2 separate regions of the Macaca mulatta genome follow, and region 2 is linked to region 1. Evidence: chromatin contacts called from public Hi-C data. All regions are on one chromosome and are shown on one strand. The core of a region is the stretch at or near the end of the contact, and the rest is flanking DNA. Distances in the headings are between cores, read along the strand shown.

The links. Hi-C and Micro-C count contacts between places; a contact is called where the count stands out from the background.
Region 2: a Hi-C map of CD4 T cells shows a contact between it and region 1, with 3 times the contacts expected there. The contact joins the promoter of CRKL here to the promoter of SNAP29 in region 1. A contact is called at or near these places in 2 of 14 Hi-C or Micro-C datasets (CD4 T cells and cortical neurons).

What each region holds. Positions count from the first base shown.
Region 1 is chr10:31,687,070-31,692,555 of T2T-MMU8v2.0, reverse strand. It overlaps SNAP29 (synaptosome associated protein 29), which reads right to left and starts at 2,338. Exons shown (of 5, transcript NM_001261361.2): 1 at 2,014-2,338. The coding sequence starts at 2,250. It overlaps PI4KA (phosphatidylinositol 4-kinase alpha), which reads left to right and starts at 2,550. Exons shown (of 56, transcript XR_013399529.1): 1 at 2,550-2,782.
Region 2 is chr10:31,756,539-31,762,024 of T2T-MMU8v2.0, reverse strand. CRKL (CRK like proto-oncogene, adaptor protein) reads right to left here and starts at 2,301. Exons shown (of 3, transcript NM_001257483.1): 1 at 1,484-2,301. The coding sequence starts at 1,794.

The sequences.
Region 1 (5,486 bases), core at 1,089-3,588:
GTGTATCACAAGGTCAAGAGATTGAGACCATTCTGGCCAACATGGTGAAACTCCATCTCTATTAAAACCAAAATTAGCCGGGCGTGATAGCGCACGCCTATAGTCCCAGCTACTCAAGAGGCTGAGGCAGGAGAATCACTTGAACCCAGGAGGTGGAGGCTGTAGTGAGCCAAGTTGGTGCCACTGCACGCCAGTCTGGTGACAGAGCGAGAATCTGTCTCAAAATAAAAACAAAAACAAAAACACAGGGAGGTGGATCAATGAGAGATAACATGAACAGAGAGAGGTGGGGAAGGAAAGTAACCCAAGAAAATAGCAAGGGGAAATGACAGAGTGTGGCTCTGTCGCCCAAGCTGGAGTGCAGTGGTATGAACATGGCTCACTGCAGCCTTGACATACTGGGCTCAAGCAATCCTCCTGCCTCAGCCTCCTGAGTAGCTGCACTCACATGCGCATGCCGCCATGCATGGCTAATTTTTAAAATTTTGTAGAGATGGAGTTTCGCCTGCTGGTCTTGAACTCCTGCGCTCAAGTGATCTACCTACCTCGGCCTCACACATTGTTGGGACCGCAGAAGTGCAACCGCACTCAGCTTATTGTATTTTTTTAAACCTTTTTTTTTACTCTGTCCAGACAAAACTGTTTCATTAGTAGGCTGAAGAGAGAATGTGGTGTACAATAAAGAACAATTCTCTACCAGACACCGTTGCTCATGCCTGTAATTCCAGCACTTTGTGAGGCCAAGGCGGGCGGACCGCCTGAGGTCAGGAATTCGAGACCAGTCTGGCCAATACGGCAAAACCCCGCCTCCACTAAAAATACAAAAAAAATTAGCCGGGTGTGGCGGCGCGTGCCTGTAGTCCCAGCTACTCGGGAGACTGATGCAGGAGAATCGTTTGAACCCGGGAGGCAGAAGTTGCAGTGAACCGAGATCGTGCCACTGCACTCCAGCTTGGGCGACAGAGCGAGATTCCATCTCAAAAAAAAAAAAAACAACGACCCTCCAGGATCTCGGTCTGTTGCCTAGGCTGGAGTGCAGCAGCACATCTCAGCTCATGGCAACCTCCGCCTACAAGCGATTCTCCTACCTCAGCCTTCTGAGTAGCTGCGACTACAGGTGCGCTGCCACACCCAGCTAAATTTTTTTTTTTTTTTTTTTTTTTTTTTAAATTTTAGTGAAGACAGGGTTTCACCATGTTGCCCAGGCGGGTCTCGAACTCCTGAGCCCAAGTGATCCGACTGCCTCGGTCTCCCAAAGTGCTGGGTAAATTACAGGCGTGAGTCACCGCGCTTGGCCACAATAATTGTTATTAAAGGTATTACTCTGTGAAATCTAAAGATGGGAAGACGTGATGAAGGTGAGTTGGAGCAATAGACTCAACCCACACACTGTGTGTCTAGGATTTGGGAAGTAAAGGTAAGGCCCTGGACTCAACCAAACTCAGACTTTGGTCAACTCGGCAGCTGTCTAGGCGGACAGGCCTTCAATATCTCTGTTGGTTAGGTGGAGATGTGGTTGATGACGCGGAAAGAACTCGTGGACCACTTGCCCTGACGCTTCAGGGTACCACCTGACACTCGCAGGCACATAGTCCTCTCTTTCTGGCTCACTCCGGAAAGAATGGCCGAAACCCCGTGCCAGACTTTTACACAGGAAATAATGTCGAAAAAACAGACTCTCCATTTTCCTAACCCAGGACCTGCTGTTCAGAATTTTTACTCACCTGCACAGAAAATAATCTGGCGTTTCCCCGTGAGCTAGGCGTAAGAAAAAAAATCAACTAAGTAGACTAACAGCTAAGGAAGATTTCTGGGGTAAACTGCTGTCTTCAAGTACCCCAGATGCACACACTTTCACATAGTTAACAGACTGTTACCACCACTGAGTCACTAAGGTGCAAGAATCTATGCTAGGCAACTTGAGAATTCTCAAGATTGTGAGCAAAACATTTCTCGTCTCCGTTTGATAACGCAGACACCGGCGGGTCCACACCAGCCCTGCCCCAGGCTCACCTCGGAAGAGGCGACCCCAACCTTCTCGGACTCGTACATGAGGGCCAGGGACCTGCTGGTGCTGGCGGCCGTGGCCTCAGCCCTGCGGAGCACCTCCTGCCGCAAGTACTGCTGCCTGTCCGCTGGCGCGTCGGGCTCGTCGGGGAGGTCCCGGGCGTCCCTCCAAGGGGCCGGCCGGGCGCCTTCGTCCTCCCCGTCGTCGTCGAAGGGATTGTAGCTTTTAGGGTAAGCTGACATGGTGCCGGAGTGGCTCTCGGTCTGAGAAAGAGACTGAGGAGAACAGCCACCGCCGCCGTCCAGGGCCTCGCCCCGCCCGCCGACCCCGCGATCGTCGCGCTAACTCCTTCCGCGCGTCGCGCGCACGTGGCCCCGCCCTCGGAGCCGACCATCGCGCAGGTCGGCTGGGGGGGGCCCACGCCCGGCGCGCGCAACCGCAGCCTACTGTCCATCCCCTCTCTCCCCTGCAGCGGTGGGCCCGCCCCGCAGTCACGCCCTATCTACTGTCGGCAACTGAGAGGTCACGTGGCGGGAAAGCCGGATGCGCCTACGCCTGCGCCCTGAGGTCGGGCGCTCGCTGGCCGGGAGCGGGGAGCCGGCGGGCACCGCCGCGGCGCGTGAGGTGATGGCGGCGGCCCCGGCCCGGGGAGGCGGCGGCGGCGGCGGCGGCGGCGGCGGCTCCGGTTCCTGCGCCTCGCGGGGTTTCTATTTCAACACGGTCCTGTCACTGGCCCGCTCCCTGGCGGTGCAGAGACCAGCATCCTTGGAGAAGGTAATGTCGGCGGGCTCTGCCGCGGGCTGACAGGAGGAGGGGCTGGGGTGGCGAAGCGTGGAGGCGGGACGAAGGTCGGTGGGAGGCCGAGGCTGGGCTCGCAGGCAGCCTGTGCGGGAGGGGGCGTCTGAGCGGAGGGATCTAGCTGAGGAAGGAGGCCCCAGAGGGAGGAGCTGGTGAAGAGAGAGGGACCGTGGGGGAGGGGTCGGTGGGGCCTGCAGGGCCGCTGCAGGTGGGAGGTCGTGGGATTGGGGTAGGGGGGACGTGAGCTGCTGGCCCAGGGAGCATCTTGTGACATCGCGGGGGTGGAGACTGGATCGCGGGCGTCAGTGAGGAGCAGTGGGATGAGCCGATGACCAGGGGTCAAGACCTGGGGCTTTGCTTCCGATTTCAGCTGCTTTTTATTCGGCGACCTTGGGAAAATGCCTTTCTCTTAAAATGGGGATGCTTTTATCTGCTTTGCCGGCTTCACCGGACTGCGGTGGCTAGAAGACGAAACACTGTGTTGAAAGTGCTTTCTCACTGTAAACCAACTGCGCAGTGTTATTCTACGAGGCTGGGGGCGTTAGATTGGGTAAAAGATTGTGCGTTTGCAGAAGGGACAGTGGCAGGAAAGGGAGAGTGAACTGTCAGTGGGCAGAGAAGTGAACTCGGGATTGCTTCAGAAGAGAATGGTGAAGTCGTGCCGGAGCAATCCTCATCTTGGGAGAAAGGTGAAAGGCAACTCAGTGGTGTGCCTTGAGATCTGGAAGGAGACAGGTTTTAGAGTTAGACCTAAATTTGTTTCCTGCACTGGCACTTACCGTGTCTTCTTGGGTAAATTACTTCAACTTTTAGAGCTTCTGTATCGTTACTTGTGAGATGAGGTTGGAGGTTCTTGAGAATTAAATGAGTTCTAGCATAAAGCGTCTTCACGGGGCTGAGCACAGAGTGGGTGAGCAGTAAATGTCAACTTTGTTTGCCCACCAGTGTGTGATGAGACTCAGCACAATGTTTAGCCCCGAAAGGATGGAATTATTTTCCCACTCAACTTTTTGGCAAATGGAAAGAGGATGTTTTCCGACAAGATAAGAAGACAGTAAAAGAAGCCTGCTGCAGTTGGGAGTGGTTTTGTGGCTCTCTGCTGATGGGTGAAGCTGAAAGGCTATTTTAGGCACTTTTGGCAGAGTGACCTGGTCCTTGGCCTTGTCGGTTCTCATATTTGATTTTATTTTTTATTTTTTATTTATTTATTTTTTTGAGGTGGAGTCTTCACTCTGTCGCCCAGGCTGGAGTGCAGTGGCGCGATCTCGGCTCACTGCAAGCTCCGCCTCCTGGGTTCGCGCCATTCTCCTGCCTCAGCCTCCCAAGTAGCTGGGACTACAGGTGCCCGCCACCGCGCCCGGCTAATTTTTTGTATTTTAGTAGAGACGGGGTTTCGCCGTGTTAGCCAGGATGGTCTCGATCTCCTGACCTCGTGATCCGCCCGCCTCGGCCTCCCAAAGTGCAGGGATTACAGGCGTGAGCCACCGCGCCCGGCCTCATATTTGATTTTATCACGCACCTTCAGGGTGAGGAGGTCCTGGCAAATTGGTGCTAACCTGACTTCTAGCTAAAGAGGGAGTGCAATGCAATGGAAAGGACATGAGTTTGGAAAATAGGACCTCTGAATTTAAATCCTGTATCAGTTTCTTGCACTAGTGTGACTCTAGACAGGTCAGTTCCCTTCTCTGATACTTTGCTATCTTCTGTCAATACAAGATAGTACTTAGTGGAAACATTGTGAAGATGAACAGAAAGGCCTGTGGGTATCTAATGTATGATCACTGTTATTAGGTAGTCTGACTAATGCAGCATAGTGCTGTTTTATTAAATCAAACTCATGCTAGCTAGTCAGCACATTCGCTTCTTAGCAGGAGAGCCAACAAGTATATCTTATGTCTGATTGCTGGATTCTGGGAGAAGAGAGAAGAGAATGCAGGAAATTGGATGATCTTTGAGAAGCTGGTCCTGCAGCTCCAGCAGTGGTAGCACCCTTTCCATCAGTAACTCAGAAAAGGGCACCTTGAGCTCAATTTGCCTTCTTCAGCCATGTTCACCAGTCTTGAGAACATTCTGTAATTGCAACATTCTTAGCTTTGTAGTAATAACTGCTTCAGTTGTCAAGATTATATTTTATGGTCGGGCGTGGTGGCTCATGCCTGTAATCCCAGCACTTTGGGAGGCTGAGACAAGCGAATCACTTGAGGTTGGAGTTCGCGACCAGCCTGGCCAACATGGTGAAACCCTGTCTCTACTAAAAATACAAAATTAGCTGGGCATGGTGGTGCGTGCCTGTAATCCCAGCTACTTGGGAGACTGAGGCAGGAGAATCACTTGAACCTGAGAGGCGGAGGTTGCAGTGAGCCAAGATTGCGCCATTGCACTCCAGCCTGGGCGACAAGAGCGAAACTCCATCTCAAAAAAAAAAAAAATTTTATTTTGCAAGGAACACAGTCATAGCCACAGGTTGGCAGCTCCCTAATGCCTCTTACTTTAAGAAGTACTTCAGTCTCATTGGCAACATTTACCAATCACTTTTTTGTTGTACCTGATTTCCTTCTGGGAATCTGATTGCTAGGCTGGTGGTGCCTAAATTAAAAACTTAGGATGCTGATTCTCTAATGGACTTTCCTGGGCACAAACTTTGCATGCATGTATTGAATGTTTTTGCTGCTGTAGCAAG
Region 2 (5,486 bases), core at 1,052-3,551, 70 kb before region 1:
AATAGCTTTTAATGTTTAAAGTTTAGAGTAATACCCGGTCGACAAATCCATAAAGTCATAAACATTTAACCCTGGAAAAACTGCATCAACACCCAATCCTTTTAAAACAGATGTTTAAGAAATGAACTGGCCAGTTTGTTACTTTAAAAATTCTAGGCAACTTTTCAACTCAAATTTGGGATAATTTAAATAAAAGAAACCTCTGATAAAATCAAAGTGTTACAGGGCAAACACAACAATAAAAACAAATCTTTGTTAAAATGCTTAAGGCAAATTAAAGCAACTAATCAATTAAAATAATGTATTTCACTTGGAAAAGAGACTACTTGGTCACTTTGCATTAATTTAAAAATAAGAGATACTAAGTCATTAGACTTAACACAAAAAGCATGTCTGAAATTGAACTAGGATACAACTCAGTGTAATTCAAAAATTTTCCTTAATAACATTTTAGCCTAATTCCACCTTGGAAATTAATCAGACTAATCTCTGGCCTACTAATGGTCCTTGGGGAGAAAATATTAAATACATTTTCCAAAAAATATCCTCGCTGAAGCCAATGCACCTTATCTTTGTGATTAACGTACTATAAAAGTGGTGGTGTCTGGCCTGCTTCAAACTTGGCACCACAGTATCAAATATATAGTTTTGATATTTTGGTTTCATTTTGTCGACTGTTACAAAGGCTGCAGTCCTGGAGTTAACCTGGAGTTCAGAGATTTGGAGGGAGTACAAGAACCTGGGATAGTGTGCAAACTTGTGTGTACGTGCCTTTGGCGGGGAGGGGTGGGGCTTGGGTGGTGAGTGCTCGGCTATCTCCAGATTCTCAAAGAAGTCTATGGCTAAAAACGGTTTTTGGCCGGGTGCGGTGGCTCATGCCTGTAATCCCAGCATTTTGGGAGACCAAGGCAGGCGGATCATGAGGTCAAGAGATCGGGACCATCCCGGCCAACATGGTGAAACACCGTCTCTACTAAAAATACAAAAATTAGCTGGGCGTGGTGGCGTGAGCCTGTAGTCCCAGCTACTCGGGAGGCTGAGGCAGGAGAATAGCTTGAACCTGGGAGGCCCTCGGAGGTGGCATTGAGCCGAGATCGCACCACTGCACTTCAGCCTGGCGACTCCGTCTCAAAAAAAAGGTTTTTAGGAAAACCAGCAAATCCCTGCATCAGTATTACACCCAGAGAAAGTCACGAAAGGCAAAAAGCGTGCATTTTATGCCACCCCCGTTAAACATTTAAAACGCATCCTCCTGACATTGAGAAACAGCCTCATGAGGAAAATACAAAAAACAAAAACGCATCCTCTTATCCAGTGACCTAGATCCTGACACTAGCTTTCCATTAGGAAGGCCTTCTGGAAAATAATTTGGTTCAGAATGGGGGGAATATGGGTTCAAGCGCGCCCCACCCCCCTACACAAACACCCTTCGACCGACCCGGTTCTCGACCTTCCTCCGCGGTCGGGGCGGGCTCTCGCGTACCTGGGCGCGGGTTCGATGAGAGTGGTGGTGTCCAGGTAGTGGATCTTGTAAAACTCCAGCAGGGCCGGCAAATGGTCAAACTCCTGGTCCCCGATCTTAAAACGGCGGTTGGGCAGCGAGTTGATGATGTAGTGGGAGACCCGCGAGTTCTCGGACACCGACAGCACATAGTCCCCAGGGCAGGTGGAAGAATCGCGGACGAGGAACATACCGTGGCGCTGGCCCTGGAGCCGGGTCTGCGCCTCCTGGCGAGACACCGGCCCCATGTACCAGGCGGAGCGGTCCGAGGAGTCGAACCTGGCAGAGGACATGGTGTCGGGCCGGGGACTCTGCGGCGGTAGGGGCGGCGGCTGTCCTCGCCTGCTCTGCACGCCTTAGCCCGGCAGACGGCTTTGGGGCCGAGGAAGGGCCTCTCGCACACCTCGAGGAGCGCTCAGAGGGCTGGGCCAGCACTTTCCTCTCGGCTCCAGGCCCGCAGCATCCTCCAACGCCGCCCGCCTGCTCCGGGGCCGCCTCACGGAGAGCCGCCCGGGAATGCAGGGCAGAGCCGGGGGGTCAGGGCACGCAAAGCCGAGCCGCAGCTGAGGCCACCCCGGGGTTCTCGGGCTGCTCGGCGTCCCAGGGGTGCCTCCAGTGACTCCCGGCCTGGAACGCGCCGGCGTCGCAGCTCCACGGGTCTTCACCGACCCCCGCCGTCACACGAGGCACCGAACTCGAAGGAGCGTCGCGCCTCCGGGATGGTTTTGCCCAGCTCGTTCCCAATAGCTACAGCAACAAAATGGCGGACGCGGGAGAAGCGGCAGCCACCTCCCCCTCCGCTCAGCGCGCTCCGTCTGCGCACGCGCGGAGCCCCGGCTCCCGGCGGCCGCCGGGGCCCTTCCGTGGCGTCACACAATGCTGCCAATGAGGAGCACCGTCACCACGATCTGGGTGGGCGCTGGTCGCGCCCGCTCCCGCGTTCCGGGAGGAGGCTGAAGAGGCGCCGGCGGTAGGCACTCTCTTCCTGGGCCGCTGCGCGCCGCTGGGGGCGCTGCGGCTGCCGGGTCTCCCAGCGCTGGCAGGAAAACAGCTGGAGCCGAGAGGGAGCGGCGTGTCGAAAACCTGCTTCTGGGAACAAAGCGTAACGTGCAGGCCGAATCGCGGGCCAGGGAGGCGTGGCACTGAGGCGACCTGGCCAGCCTAGGGGCCTGAGGGAGCTCAAGAAGTGACAGGTCACGATGGGCCGAGGTGGCCCAGTAAAGGGATGACTCCAGGGGCAGATGTGACTACCAGATAGGTGACTGAATGACTCAGTCCCCAGGTGGCTTGATAGGCTAAGGAAGCCCTAGTGGCTACGTGACCCGCTAAATGGAGAGAGAGGAGAGAGAAGGTGGGGGTTAGATTGACTCAATTAAGTAGTCAAGGCAGTCCACAATTGGGTAACCTGGCCATCCAGGGCTTTGAACTGTTGAAGGTAAAATGCAAACGCCTCTCGGGCGTGGCCCCGAGGCTTCGCCTGCCCTGGATTATGCCTGCTTCTCCCTATTTATTAATCCCTATTTGTTTTTGTTGTTTTCTATTTTTATTTATTTATTTATTTATTTATTTATTTATTTATTTATTTTGAGACGGAGTCTCACTCTGTCCACAGGTTGGAGTGCAGGGGCGCGATCTCGGCTCACTGCAACCTCCGCCTGCCGGGTTCAGGCGATTCTCCTGCCTCAGCCTCCCGAGTAGCTGGGATTACAGCCATCCGCAGCCATGCCCTGCTAATTTTTGTATTTTTAGTAGAGACGGGGTTTCACCATGTTGGCCAGGCTGGTCTCAAACTCCTGACCTCAGGTGATCTGCTTGCCTCAGCTTCCCAAAGTGCTTGGATTACAGGCGTGAGCCACCGTGCCCGGCCTGTTTGTTTTATTTTGTTTTTGAGACAGGTTCTCCTTCTGTCACCCAGGTTGGAGTGCAGTGGAACTATCATGGCTCACTGCAGCCTTGATTTCTGCATCTCAAGGGATCCTCCCACCTCATCCTTCCTAGTAGCTGGGACTACAGGCTCACGCTGCCATGCCCAGTTAATTTTTTTTTATTTTTAATAGAGACGAAATCTCACTATGTTGCCCAGGCTCGTCTCAGATTCCTGAGCTCAAACAATCCTCCCCCTCAGCCAAGATGTGAGGCGCCCGGCCCAGCTATGTATGAAATAAGCTAATATATGCAAAGTGCTTAGAATAGTACCTGGCACATAAGCATCATATGAGTCTTCCATTATTATTATTCACTCGTTCCCTGGGCCTGTACCTTTATAGCCTAAAACCCTGAGCATACCCTCGGTGGGTGAGGGAGGAGAGAAAAATCTCCACTTCGTTTTCTAACTGCTTTTCACTGTCAGATTTACCACTTAATAATCACCTGCTCCTTGCCCAGCGTTTTTTCTGTTTTTTTGTTTTGTTTTGTGACCGACTCTCGCTCTGTAGCCCAGGCTGGAGGAGTGTAGTGGCGCAATCTCGGCTCAGTGCAACCTCTGCCTCCTGGGTCCAGGTTCAAGCAATTCTCCTGCCTCAGCCTGCCGGGTAGGTGGGATTACAGGCACGCACTACCATGCGCAGCTAATTTTTATATTTTTGGTAGAGACAGGGTTTCACCATGTTGGCCAGGCTGGTCTTGAACTCCTGATGTCATTATCCACCCACCTCAGCCTCCCAAAGGGCTGGGATTACAGGCGTGAGCCACTACCTGTAATCCCAGTGGTGACTTAAAATTATTTAATTTTTTGTAGAGATGAGGTCTCACTGTATTGCCCAGGCTAGTCTGGAACTGCTGGGCTCAAGTGATCCTCCCAGCTTGGCTTCCCAAAGTGTTGGGATTACAGGCGAGAGCCACTCGCCCAGCTACTCAACCAAATCTGACTTCCACCCATGCTTTGACTGAATTAGGCTTTTTGGGGTTTGTATTTATTTATTTATTTATTGAGACGGAGTCTCGCTCTGTTGCCCAGGCTGAAGTGCAGTGGCGCGATCTCTGCTCACCACAAGCTCCGCCTCCCGGGTTCACGCCATTCTCCTGCCTCAGCCTCCGGAGTAGCTGGGACTACAGGCGCCCGCCACCATGCCCGGCTAATTTTTTGTATTTTTGGTAGAGACAGGGTTTCACCATGTTAGCCAGAATGGTCTTGATCTCCTGACCTTGTGATCCGCCTGCCTCGGCCTCCCAAAGTGCTGGAATTACAGGCGTGAGCCACCGCGCCCAGCCTTGTTTTGTTTTTAAAGACAGGTCTCTCTGTTGCTGACTCTGGTCTCAAATTCACAGGCTCAAGTAGCCCTCCTGCCTCAGCCTCCAAAGTAGCTGGGATTACAGATGTGAGCCACAGCAACCCACTCTCTGCCCTCTAAGTGTAGAGCCTCCTTCACCTCTCTATAATTTTTCCTTTAGTAGGCTAATAATCATCATGAAGCATTCAGGGGTCACATCTCTGGTGACTCCAAACACATATTCTAAAAGCAGAACCAAAACTGACCATACTCTCTGATTACTATGTATACACTGTGGTCACAGCCTAAATTAATTTTTATCGCATTCTTTTGTAATTGTTTATAAATATTTTTCTCATCCCAATCTGAGCATCTTGAGGGCAGGCTGCTGTATATTATTTTTTCTGTTCCCAGTACCTAGCACATAATACATACTATTTTTTTTTTGAGACGGGGTCTTACTCTGCCGCCCAGGCTGGAGTGTAGTGGTGCAATCTCAGCTCACTGCAACCTCCGCCTCCCAGGTTCAAGTGATTCTCCTGCTTCAGCCTCCTGAGTAGTTGGGATTATGGGCACGCGCCATCATGCCTGACTAATTTTTGTATTTTTAGTAGAGACGGGGTTTCACCATGTTAGCCAGGCTGGTCTCAAACTCCTGACCTCGTGATCTGCCCGCCTTGGCCTCCCAAAGTGCTGGGATTACAGGCGTGAGCCACCACGCCCAGCCAATACATAATATATGGTTTTTGAATGTAGATGGATAAAGATGGGAGGAA